2 separate regions of the Oryctolagus cuniculus genome follow, and region 2 is linked to region 1. Evidence: chromatin contacts called from public Micro-C data. All regions are on one chromosome and are shown on one strand. The core of a region is the stretch at or near the end of the contact, and the rest is flanking DNA. Distances in the headings are between cores, read along the strand shown.

Evidence for each region. Hi-C and Micro-C count contacts between places; a contact is called where the count stands out from the background.
Region 2: a Micro-C map of ear pinna shows a contact between it and region 1, with 7 times the contacts expected there. The contact joins the promoter of GPRC5B here to the enhancer-like site in region 1. A contact is called at or near these places in 3 of 6 Hi-C or Micro-C datasets (ear pinna, psoas muscle and an unstated tissue).

What each region holds. Positions count from the first base shown.
Region 1 is chr19:21,574,340-21,580,219 of mOryCun1.1, reverse strand. VPS35L (VPS35 endosomal protein sorting factor like) reads right to left here. Exons shown (of 31, transcript XM_002711807.5): 10 at 3,797-3,893; 11 at 3,024-3,071; 12 at 2,214-2,307. Among named protein-coding and RNA genes, the nearest start is that of VPS35L, 27 kb to the right of the region's middle. Within about 2 kb of position 1,674, at least 1 of the 8 cell types and tissues checked has an H3K27ac peak or open chromatin away from gene starts, as enhancers often do. A contact at or near this core is called in ear pinna, where this site is marked.
Region 2 is chr19:21,797,018-21,803,648 of mOryCun1.1, reverse strand. GPRC5B (G protein-coupled receptor class C group 5 member B) reads left to right here and starts at 2,974. Exons shown (of 4, transcript XM_051847465.2): 1 at 2,974-3,133.

The DNA of each region.
Region 1 (5,880 bases), core at 425-2,924:
TGCCCTGTGTGCTTCCGGTCGGATGAACCAGGCTTCTGCCACTTCCGCTGAGAGTGCTACGCACAGGTCACATCTTGTTCCGTCCAAAGGCTTTTAGTAACCACCCAGCGGAGAAGCGCGTTCCGATGTCCACTGTCCCGCAGGGCATCTGCATTCAAAGGCTGTGACGAGGACACGCGGGAGCTTCCATCCGCTCATGTCCCTAACTGCAAACGTTAAAGCCCAACAGGCTTAGGGAGAGTGAGTGTTCTCTGCTTTGCTGGTTTCTCTTTAATAACCAGAAATCATCTTCACTAAGGCACCAAGTGACCTTGTCCAATGCGTTACTCTCCTATTCAACAGAGGTCAAGGTGAGGTCAAAGAATCGCCTTGACTGTGCAGGGTGAGTGCCAATGCGCCCACAGGATCCAGCAGGCTGTGACGCGCACAGGAGGCCCTCAGCAGACCCTCACTTGAGAGCATCTAGACTTTAGAACACTCAGGAGCTGAAGGTTCCAGAAATATACCTGAATTTCCTGGATAAGAAGCCCGCCCCATGCCGTGGCACAGCAGGTAAAGCTGCCACCTGCAGTGCCGGCATCCCATAGGGGCACCTGTTCGAGTCTCAGTTGCTCCACTTCCCATCCAGCTCTCTGCTACAGCCTGGGAAAGCAGAAGAAGGCCCAAGTCCTTGGGCCCCTGCAGCCACTTGGGAGATCCGGAAGAAGCTCCTGGCTCCCGACTTCAGATCTGCCCAGCTCCGGCCGTTGCAGCCATCTGGGGAGTGAGCCAGTGGACAGAAGACCTCCCCTCTCTCTCTGCCTCTCTGTAACTCAGCCTTTCAAAGAAATAAATGTTAAAAAAAAAAAAAAAAAAAAGGGTGGTGCCATGGCTCACTAGGCTAATCCTCCGCCTGCGGCGTTGGCACACCGGGTTCTAGTCCCAGTCGGGGTGCCGGATTCTGTCTCGGTTGCTCCTCTTCCAGTCCAGCCTGGAGTGCAGTGGAGGATGGCCCAAGTGCTTGGGCCCTGCACCCGCATGGGAGACCAGGAGAAGCACCTGGCTCCTGGCTTCGGATCAGCGCGGTGCGCCGGCTGCAGCGACCATTGAGGGATGAACCAACAGAAAAGGAGGACCTTTCTCTGTCTCTCTTTCCCACTGTCCACTCTGTCAAAAAAAAAAAAAAAAAAAAGCCCCCCCCCCATGCTTCCAGTAGGGGGAAGCGTACAGCATTAGGCCTGCTGCAGGGGTGGGGGGAGCAGGTGCCCTTAGAGGGAAGAGTGCTCCTCTCACAATCAGCAACAAGGAACAGACCTAGAAAACTCTGCCTTCAGGATGGATGTGCATTACTCACTCCCAGGGGGTGGCTGGGTGCTCTGAGACACTGCAGGCCCTCAGGGCTTGTCACCTGCTGGATGTCACAGGGAGGAGGGAAATCAAAGGCTGGCTGCCCCAGATTCTTGAATTGCTAACCGGGGGTTTTAACTGTTCCTGGTTTTAACTGCTCCGGGGGAGGCTCCAACTTTAACTTGGGACAACCCCCTGCAGTACCGCTTGGCGCAAGGCGTGATGGGACAGAGGGAAGGCCCCGTGTGGGCGGAGGCGTCACAATCACACCCGTTCCATGGCTTGTTTCTCATCAACAAAAAACCTGGGAGAGCTGCAGCTTGAAGTTTCGTGGTACTTCACAGGAGAGAGAGGCCAAGTGGCTTCCCATAGGCGCCCCTGGACCCATCCCAGGGGGGCCTGCAGCCCTCCGGGGCCGGGCCCTGGGGACCCTGGGGTCTGCCGTCACACGCAGCACTGCTCCCTGCCCTACCGAGGGCCCTCGCCAACTCGCTGCAAGCAAGGATACATCACAAATAAAGCCATCCAGCTCAAGGCAAAGGGAACACGATGTTTCAAGTCAGGGCCAAGCACGCTGAGGCCCGACAGGCCCCGGGAGCCTGCTTCCCAGCCAAGAACCGGGAAACAATTAACTCGGGGAACCAGTTCACATCTAAGGAGATGACCTCAAACATCCCCCTAATTAGAGCTCCGGTAACTTGGTCTACTTGGAAACTAATTTTTTTAGGAGGAACTCTGCAGCTCTCTTTTCTGTGGAAGAGCCGGGTTCTAAAATTAGCAGCTAATGAAATGTTGCTTTTAGGGGCTGGTGGGGTGCCGAGGCAGGAGAAGCTCAATGTGGGGGCTGAAGGGGGTGGCACGCAGCCACGGGGGCGCGCTCAGCCTACCCGGCAGAGGTAGGCGCGGGCGTACACCGACACCAGCGGGTCCCCGATGCCTCGGATCATGCAGGTCAGCCTCGGCAGGCACTCGGAGATCCCCCTGGAGAGACACGGAGGGCGGTGTCACACACACGCAATCAAGACAAAGCCCGACTCCCTGAACCTGGGGGTGGGGGGAACCTGCCAAGGTCAGAGCTTCGGAGCGCCCGGGGGTGTCTAACAGCCCTGCCCCCTGATAGGTTCCTGGCTCAATGAGTTCTTACGTCTGTGTCCCACGCGCAGGGCTGGAGGCCACGTTCACCCCACTCATTTGTAACAGTGTTTTGTCCCCAGTTCCTTTTCAACAACTGGAAGCCCCCATCTTGTCTTTGCACTCCTGTGGCACGGATCTACCCCGTGACCCATCCCCTCCTAATGGCACGGCACGCGTCTACCTATATTCTGGTCCCTCTCTCCTGCCACGGGGAACTTCCCTCTGCCCAAGGCACTGCCCCCACTGGCCAGACATAGCAGCTGTTTCCTCAGCACCCGCGTTCCCCGTTCCCCTCAAGACAATCCCAGGCATCCCTGGGTCCCGCCAGCACCTTCGGGATACATTCTATCCAATCAGGAGTTATCTGCGATATGGCACCCGGTCTGGACTCGACACCTGGTCTTCTGCACCCTTAGTTCCCCGTGAATGCCAGCTGCTGTTATGTCACCATGGGGCTTGTGCATGCGTGTGCATGTGTGTGTGTGTGCACGCGCGCATGCACACGCTTGCATGTCTGGATTTTTAGACATTTGGTGGGTCTAGGTGTTAGAGAAGAACCTTACGTCTTAGACAGGAACTTGTTACACTTCAGGATAGACGCTTCCACATAACTGCAAAAACATTCCGTTAAGGAAGACATCTTCCAAGTCGCCGACTCCTTACAGGAGTCAGAGAGCAGAACCAGGAGGGTCTTGGGAGGGGAGGGAGGCCCCTGGGGCCCTCCACAGTGCAGGGAGTGCAGGGAGGGAGGGAGGGGCTTGTGATTTCCACAGATGGAGTTCAAGGTTTTCTGTGAACTTGACTTTTGGAAAATGTTACATTGTTGGCTGTGCACTGAAATTTAATCTGAGAAGGAAGCCTCGCAGATCAAGGCTTTCTGGGGGTGCGGATGGCGGGAAGGGGAGATGGAACTTGATATAGCTAAGATATAATTTGTGTATGCAAGTTACATTCTCTGGTCTCCCATGCTGGCGTTCGAAGAAGGCCTTGCTCTTTCCATCTTCTGGGAGCAGACAGAACACAGGAGGACGCAGCGTTTAGACTGAGAGAAGGACTGTGTGGCCGCTCCTCAAGGTGGCAGAGGCGGACACGTGGCATCGTATTCCAAGTGGCAAACCAAAAGCCATCTGCACAGAGAGGGAGCACGAGCGAGGGCTCCCACGGCGTGGCTTGCACTGGGTTTTCGGGCCAGCAGCCGTAACGGGACCCAGCTTTCTATAGGAATCTCAGGGGCATCCCAGCACATGGCTTCAATGAACCGTGTGGTGCCTTCTGCCTATCCGGAAAATCATGGGATACACACACACACACACACACACACTCACACAAAGGATACAATCGCGGAATGAGCTCTCTGATGGACGCAATCTTGAAAAACCAATTCAGGCACGTTTCTTTGGCCGTGTCGTTCACATTCTCTGGACAAAAGTGATCTGCAAGACCAACACAAGGGCCGTGAGCCCACTGAAGCGCAGGCTCCCACACGGCACCACCGTGGGACGGAGGAGGGGGAGGGCGCTCAGACCCTCTGAGCCCTTTCTCCAGCATCCTCCTCCTTCCTGGGAAACATGGTGACAGTCAGATCTCACACACACACACACACACACCCCAATGCGCATGTGTGCGTGCACTAAGCGCTGTTCAGATTCCTGATGTTAGCTCACCTCACCACAATGGCCCTCTGAAGATGTCCCTTTATTAATCTCTCCCCACCCCTCATTTTTACTTATTTTATTTGAAAGGCAGGGAGATACAGAGCTATTATACCTGCTGCTTTATTCCCCAAATGCCTGCAGCAGCTGGAGCTAGGCCAGGCTGCAGCCAGAAGCCAGGAATTCCACCCAGGTCTCCCCTGTGCATGCCAAGGCCCCATCTACCTGAGCCATCACCCACTGCCCTCTCAGAGCGCACATTAGCGCAAAGCTGGAATGGAGGGTGGAGCTGAGACTTGAACCCAGGACTCCAATATGGCTGCCACCCACGTGGGAGACCCGGATGAAGCTCCTGGCTCTGGTCTGGCTCAGCCCCACCCATTGTTGCCATTTGGGGAGTGAACCAGCAGATGAAAGATCTCACTGCTTTTCAATTAAATACATAAAACTTTAAAAACAGTGCCCTCCTTCACGTCTTCCTGCCTGCCAACTGGAATGTGGGTGTGATTGCTGGGACCTCTGCAGCCACACTGAAGCACAAGAGTCACCAGACACCAATCAGGACCCTGGCACCAAGGGCTTGCTGCCCCAACACTCCTGACCCTTGTTAGTGTTAGTTTCAGCTTCCTAGCACCCAGGCACCATGCCTATATACTTTTGAAAAGAAACAATGAAAATGTCTCACAGTTCTGGATTTGACACGTACCTTAACAAGGAATGAAAGACAATATGGGAAAATGCAAGAAACAAAAAACAAAAGAAAATATCAACACCACAAAGGGCACCACTGAACCCTCACATGAAAATGATTTCGGCAAACACTGGTGGCCCATATCACCCCACTGTCTCAGGATTCATCAAAAAGACAAAAGTCACTACAACAAATAACTTAGCTTGTGGGCTTTCGGCATTTTTTACCCTGATTCTGCCATGTGGTGGTCCGTGACTGATGCGATCCCAACTCCTAAGGAGTCGGCACAAGAGAGAAACCTCCGGGCACTTCCGTCACAGAGAGCACTCACTGACACACCTGCAGGTTTTCTGAAGCTGCAGCCTCCAGTATTTATCTATTTTGGGTGCCTGGCACGCTTCAGTCATTTGGGAACTGTTCGTTCGCTCACCATTTCCAACAGGACAGAAGTAACCAGTGTCCCCTTCCTGGCCTGAACTCACACACATTCAGTAACCTGCTTTTCAGTTTCAAGAAACTCAGTTGGGAAAAGATATGGGTTATTCTTAAATTCATTTGTTAATCTTGTCTCCTGGGACAGGGAGGGGCACAGGGTTAATTTCCCTTTGTATGAATGAATTATATGGGTTGAAATCCAAAAGCAAAAGTAGGTCCCTGACGTCATCTATAAAATCTCTCACTCTGGCCGGCTCCGTGGCTTAATAGGCTAATCCTCCGCCTAGCGGCGCCGGCACCCCAGGTTCTAGTCCCGGTTGAGGCACCGGTTCTGTCCCAGTTGCTCCTCTTCCAGGCCAGCTCTCTGCTGTGGCCAGGGAGTGCAGTGGAGGATGGCCCAAGTGCTTGGGCCCTGCACCCCATGGGAGACCAGGGGAGACACCTGGCTCCTGGCTCCAGATCAGCGCGGTGCGCCGGCCGCGGCGGCCATTGGAGGGTGAACCAACGGCAAAAGGAAGACCTTTCTCTCTGTCTCTCTGTCCATTCTGCCTGTCAAAAAAAAAAAAAAAAAAAAAAAAAAAACTCTCGCTCTACAGCATGGGGCACGGCACTGTGGCTCACAGAGGCGGAACAGTGATCTGG
Region 2 (6,631 bases), core at 1,725-4,224, 220 kb before region 1:
TATTCTGTCGCCCAGGAAGCGAGTGCGTCCCCTTCCCGGGGCCAGCGCCCTGGCAAGCCTCCCTGGGGCCCGCCACTGTGGGGAAGAACCCCTCCTGGGAGCTGCGAGCGCGAACTCCACCCTTTATTCATCCCGAGTCCACGACTGACCGCGGGAGGCCGATTCGTGGTGGAAGAGAGAGCAGGCTCCCCGAGCCCCCACTTCGGACCCCAGCGAGCACGCGGGCTTGTGATTGGCACCTGCGCAGGGACGTCTATCGGCCGGAGCCCTTGGCCTACGCAATCTCGTGCTGTCTCCAGGTACGTGGTCCCTGGGTCACGGGGCCCCCGAGCTGGTGTGACGGAATGGCTCCGTGTGGGGGGGACCCCACAGGCCAGCTTCCCGCAGGGGGAGAGGATGGGAAGGGGGAGAGCATAGTGGGGAGGCGGAGACCAGGAGCGCACCCCTCCTCCCCCAGGCAGAGCTCACACCTCCCGCTCCCCGGGGGAGGCCCGGCCACACCGCAGGAATAAAGGAGCGGGAGCTGGCAGGACACCTGTGCCCCCCCCCAACCAGGGCCCTGGTTCAAGTCCTGACTTCCGCCCGCCCCCAGCTTCCTGTTCCTGGGCGGCGGGGGGGGGGGGGGCAGCAGGTGCTGGCTCAGGCCCCTGGACCCCTCCACTCACGCAGGAAACCCCGACTGCGTGCTGGGTTCCTGGCTTTGGGGTGGCCCAGCCCTGCCTGCTGCAGGTCCTTGGGGACAGCGTCCTGTCCTCTCTTGTGCCCCCAGCACCAGGCCCGGGCCTTGGCAGTGTTTGTTGACTGACTCAGTGAGTGTCATGGAAGCAGCGTTCTCCCAGCTAGCAAGCTGACTTTTCGGAGAGAAAGCTCTGGATAGGAATGCCACGCACAGTGGTTCTCAAACTGCCTGGGCTTGTGACCCTTTGACCCCCCCCCCCCAAAAATTCACGGAGGCTCCGGGAGGGGAGAGCTTAGTGCATGGATCTGGCTGAGACAGAGTGGCGCCCAGCCCCCAGGGGACCGGGACCATTTCAATGGGCCAGCGGGAGGTCCTATGGGGAAGGCGTTCACACGTTCTATTTTAAATGAAGGCCCCGGGATTTTTTAAACGTTTATCAAAGCATTTAAAAGCAATGCATCCATTACTTATTAACCTAAAAGCTCTCTTAAAAACCCTCCATTTTCCAAAACGAAAAGCCAGTTTGTGGCCCTGGCCCAGGTCACCCGTTTCAGAGCGGCTGGGAGACTCCACGGTGTGTTGCAGACCATGGAGAGGAGAGGGGAAAATACGATTTTAGTCCTATTATGAACACTGTTTCTTTAAAAAAGATTTCCTTATTTATTTGCAAGGCAGAGTTACAGAGAAAGAGAGGGAGAGAGAGAGGGAGAGGGAGAGGGAGAGGGAGAGGGAGAGGGAGAGGGAGAGGGAGAGAGAGATCTTCCAGCTGCTGGTTCATCCTGCCTACAATGGCCAGGGCTGGACTAGGCTGAAGCCAGGAGCCTGGACTCCATCCGGGTCTCCCTCGGGGGTGGCAGGGGCCCCCAGGACTTGGGCCATCTTCTGCTGGGCTCCCAGGGAGCTGGATCGGAAGTGGAGCAGCCAGGACTCGAACCAGGGCTCCTATGGGCTCCGGCGTCACAGGTGGCGGTTTTACCGGCTGTGCCATGATGCCGGCCCTCGGGTACGCTCTTGGAACGACTCAGGTGAATGTGAGGAGCCAGGATTGAGAACGCCTGGGCCACGGCCTTCATGACTCCAGGTGTGGTGCTGGGCGGGGCAGTCACTAAGGACCCCGGCAACCTGCTGTGGGCGTCAGTCCCGCAGCGAACCACCAGGTGGCGGTGCTCGCCCACTTTCCAATCGTGCGGCCGGCGGAGACCCCCCCCCCCAAACGGGGACAGGGTCTCCCTCGAGTGTTCCAAGGCTGCGACCGGGGTGCAGGGCGTTGATGCCCCCGTATCCGGCTTTGGCCCTAGGGCCGGAAACCTAGGCCAGGCGCTGGGTCGCTGGCCGAGGGCTCCCCCGGGGAGCTCAGCGTCCCGGGCCGGGGTAGGGGGTCTCAGGGTGGGAGAGGAGGGGGCGCAGCGCCGAGGGGAGCCTGCCCAGGACCCGCCCTCCTAGCAAGTCCCCCGGCGGCGGCGGCCACGGAGGAGCGGGTGCGCCAGGAGGGCGTGTGCGCACAGGGACACGCACGCGCCGCGGGTGGGGAGGCGCAGGGGTACACCCGGGGAACCCCTCTAGGCGAGCCCAAGCCTCGGGGGCCGGGAGGACTTCGGGACGCGCGTCGGGGTCTGCTGCGTGGGTGCCCAGGTCAGAGCGCGCCCTCCTGCCCTGGGATCCCCCTGTGGGGGTGTCCCTCGGGATGTGTGTGGGCCTGGGGTGCGGGAGGCGGGCGGCCCTCTGCGCTCCGGGCCAGGAGCTTGGAGCTTGCGCCCCTGGTGCGCGCGCGTTGCACCGGGTACCGGACGGAGCGGCTGCCGGGTTCGGGGGCGGGGGGCGGCTCGGCGGAGGGGCGGGGCTCGGGACTGGGAGGGGCGAGACTCGGGTCCTGAGGCGGGGCTCGGGCCCGAGCCCGGGGGCGGGGCTCTGTGGAGGGGCGGAGCTCGGGAACGGGCCGTGGGCTCGGGCCCCGGGAGCGGGGCTCGGAACCGGGAGAGATGGGGCTCGGGACGGGGGCGGGGCTTGGGCTCGGGGGCGGGGCTAGGGGAGGGGCTCGGGACCGGGGAGCGGGGCTTAGGCCCGGGGGCGGGGCTCGGTGGAGGGGCGGAGCTCGGGAACGGGCGGTGGGCTCGGGCCCGGGGAGCGGGACTCGGAACCGAGAGGGATGGGGCTCGGGCCTGGGGGCGGTGCTTGGGCTCGGGGGCGGGGCTCGGATCGGGGGCGGGGCTGGGGCCCAGGAGGGCGGGGCTAGGGGCGGGGGGCGGGGCCGGGGCGGGGCCGCGGTGCTGCAGCAGCGCGAGCCGGGCCAGGGGGCGCCTCGCGCGGCGGCGGCGGCTCGGAGCGCGATGCAGTGAGGCCGGAGCGGCGGGCGGGCGGGTGTGCGCGCGCGGAGTGGAGCCGCGGCCGCGCCGCAGGGATGTGACTCGGGCCAGGGCCAGCAGGAGCGCCGGCGCCGCGGGGCCGCGGGCGTCGGTGAGTGCGAGCCGCGCCAAGGCGGTGGAGGGCGCTGCGGGGACCCCGGAAAACTTTTCCCGCCGTGGACTTGGGAAGATTTGCAGGGGGCGCGTCTTGCGGTTTCCTAAGCACCCCCCACTCCCACGCCACCCCAGGGTTAACCTGCCGAGTGGGGGAGGTGTTTGATTCCGGCCGGGGGACCCCAGGGCAGCGAGAGAGGAGCCTCAGAGCGCGGAGCGGGGCTGGGGGCCCCTCAGAGGGAGGGGTCCTGTGGATCCAGACCAGATGGAGGTCGAGTCCCCGAGGAGGCTCTGGGGGCGGCCCCAGCTGAAGGGCAGGAGCCCAGCCGTCCCCAGGTCGTGCGAGAGGAGCCGCGCGGGCTGGGCCCGGGGCCGCGCGCCAGACGGGTGGGGGCTGCTGGGGGAGCGGGGGTCGGACTCGGGGGTCCAGCAGCCGCACCTGCCTGTCGCGGGACTGGGGGCCACGTTCGCAGCCGGCCCGGGCCGCGCAGAGCTGGACAACGGCCCGACGGGGTGGGAACGTTGCTTGGGAAAAGGAGGCAGAGCGGAGACCTGGCCTTGGGGTCCAGTGGGGGCTGGAGGAGGCGGGGGGGGGGAGGAGTGTGTGTGGGAGGGGGCGGGGAGTGGAGTTTCCACGCCAGACCCCGGGCGCTCGGCCCTCGGAGAGGCGGTCAGGTTGGAGCTAAGAAGTCGCTCAGTGCTGTGTCCTCTCCGCTTAGGGACACGGACTCCCAGCCCCTGGAGTGCCCCACACACATCCGGGGACCCGGACAGCCTGGGCAGTAAGAGGAGCACGGCTGGGGGAGGGGGGGGTCCTGCACCTTGCTCTCCGGCTGCACCTGGTTCACCAGCCGGAGAGGGGCGCGCCGACCTTGCGCCAGAGGACTGCCCCCTGCGGCGTTCCTTCCCAGTCCTAGCCAGCTCCCCTCACCCCCACGCCCCACTTGTCCCCGGTTCGCTAAGGGGGCGGTCCTCGGAGCGCGGACAAAGGCCCCTGGAGTGTGGCGGCCGTGCGTCCCGGCCTGCGGCCCCAGCCCACACTCCACGGTGGCCAGGATGGGGAGCACCTGAGCCTCGCACGAGCAGCCCTGCCCCCCCCCCCCGCAAAGACGGAGCGAGAAGTGGGGGAGGGGGGAACCTGGCACAAAAAACCCGGCCGTGCAGCCAAAGAACCTTAATTCAGAAGTTTCTTTGGCAGAGCCCAGGGGCCCTCGGAGTGTCCAGACTGAGTTACACTGCGTGCGCACGGCACGGAAATCAAATGCGAACTGGCACCTGGTGGCCGGGAGCCCTGGTGCCCGCCAGGTTTGTACGCAGGCTGTGGAGTTCCAGGTCTGATAGGGGCAGCTGAGCCTGGGAGGCGTGCGGCGGGAGTCTCCATCTGGGGACGGGGGCTGCAGACGGTGGGGTTTGCCGGGACAGATAAGCTCAGACTCTTGGCTTGGTAACTTGTGATCTGAAGGAGGGGGCTGGGGCGCTGCCTTTATATAAACCCCCCACCCCACCCTCCGCTCTCCAGGCTGGGCAGGTGCTCAAGCCCACCCTCAACAGTGGAGGTAACCATCCCCAGGGAGAGGGGCGACAAGGTGTCTGTCCGTGCTAATCCCTGCGGGGGCGGGACCCTGGAGCTGAGCAATCCCCCCCACCCCCCACCCCCAGATCGTGGCGAAAGCCTGAGCCAGGCCCTGGGAAAGGCTCAGCAGTGGCACTGAGCTCAGAGGACCCAAACAAAGGCCATTGTGGCTGGGAAGCGGAGGCAGGTTTGGGGGTGGCAGCGGCGGGGACCAGCTGACCACCGTCTTTCAGGCCCGAGGGAGCTGAGGGTTTGTTCTGCTTGGGCCAGTGAGTCTCCGAAGAGTTCTGAGCAGGGGGCTGTGGGATCTGGTTTAAAAAAAAAAAATAGTTCTCCAGACAGATCTGGAGGCAAGGCAGCCTGTCCTCCGTTCTGGCTTTGGGACTGGCACTGGAGGAAGTCTCCAAGGGCCTTTGTCCAGCCGTGGGGAGCGCCTTGAGGCGTGGCTCAGGTTTTAAAACCCACTCCCCACTAACCAGCCCCCCGCCCCGAGCCCAGGCCCCCGTAAGCGCCACTGCGGACGCCTTCCGTGTTAGTCACATTTTCCACCCAGAATTACAGCCTGAGAGGAACCCGTCCACGCTGGAACGGACAGCCAAGGATACAATTTGCATTTAAATGATTGCTTTTATTTACGGACCTCAGCTGCTTTGCATATTCATGAAGTCTTGGAGCTTGTGTTCTTCCAAGTCTGGGGGGGGGGGTGCTGGTCAGCCTTGGGGAGTGAGGATTAGGAGACTCTGGGACTTGGGAAAGATGGGAGAAGGTGAGAGGCGCAGGTCTGGAAAAGAGTTTAGTGTCAGGAAGCCTGGCGCGGTTTAATCTGGCAGTGCAGGAAGTCACCGGCGGCTCCCGGCTCGGGCGGAGGGGGCTGGAACAGAGCGGAACGCTGGGCTGCGTGAGGAGGCCGCCTCTGTAGCCACGTCCTGGGCTTCTGCCAGACGTGGGTGGTCAGAGTAGGAGGGCGCTGGAGAGGCCTTGGGGTCAGGAGCTGGGAAAAGTAAGCCGTGGCCCCTGCTCGTTCCGTGAACACCAGGAATGCTTGTGGCCAAACTGCGTGACCGTGACCTCTGCCTTCGTGTCCCATCGGGAGGACGGGGTGATTGTCTTCTGGCCTCCTCTGGGCCAGGCACTGAGTCCAGCACGTTCACCCCAGCCACACCCCTTTTACAGAGAGGCAGACTGAGGTTGGGTCATTCCCATCAGTGTCACAGCTGTCTCCCGCCCACTGAGGTCCTCCACTCTGAAGCTAAACTGTGCCAGGCACCCAGGGGGGTGCTGAACCAAGAGGCAGAAAAGCCCATTCCACCCCCACCTGCTCCTTTTTTCTTTTCTTTTTTTTAAAAATGTTTATTTCTTTGGAAGACACAGTGAAAGAGAGTAATCCTCCATCTGCCATCACCTCCCCCCACCCTCCCTGCAAAGGACCCCAGCAGCCGGGGCTGGGCCAGGCGGAACCCAGGAGCCGGGACTGTACTTTGTCTCCTCCATGGGTAGCAGGGGCCCAAACTCTTGGGCTCTCAGCCTCTGCTACTTTCTCAGGTGCATTAGCCAGGAGCTGGATTGCCAGCAGAGCAGCGCGCTGATAGGGATGTGGGTGTCAGGTGGGCACTGAACCTGCTACACCACAACACTGGCCCTGCTTTGTTTTTTTCCCTTTCCGTGTTCCTGTGGCTCCTCCCACCCCACCCCATTACCAGCTTTCAAGAGAGCGAAGTTCCGATGCCGATGCCGCTGCTGACCTGGCAGGCGCTGGGAGGGAGCCTGAGTGGGGGCCTCCCTGGGGCCTGGCTGGGAGCAGCAGAGGTGAGACCGAAAGGCGGCTCCGCCAGCGGTTTTGTGCATTTCGCTTCTCCTCTCCCAGGGCTGGATAGGAAAGGGGAGCCAGGCCAGGGCTGGGCTCCGGGTGGCCTGGCTCAGCGA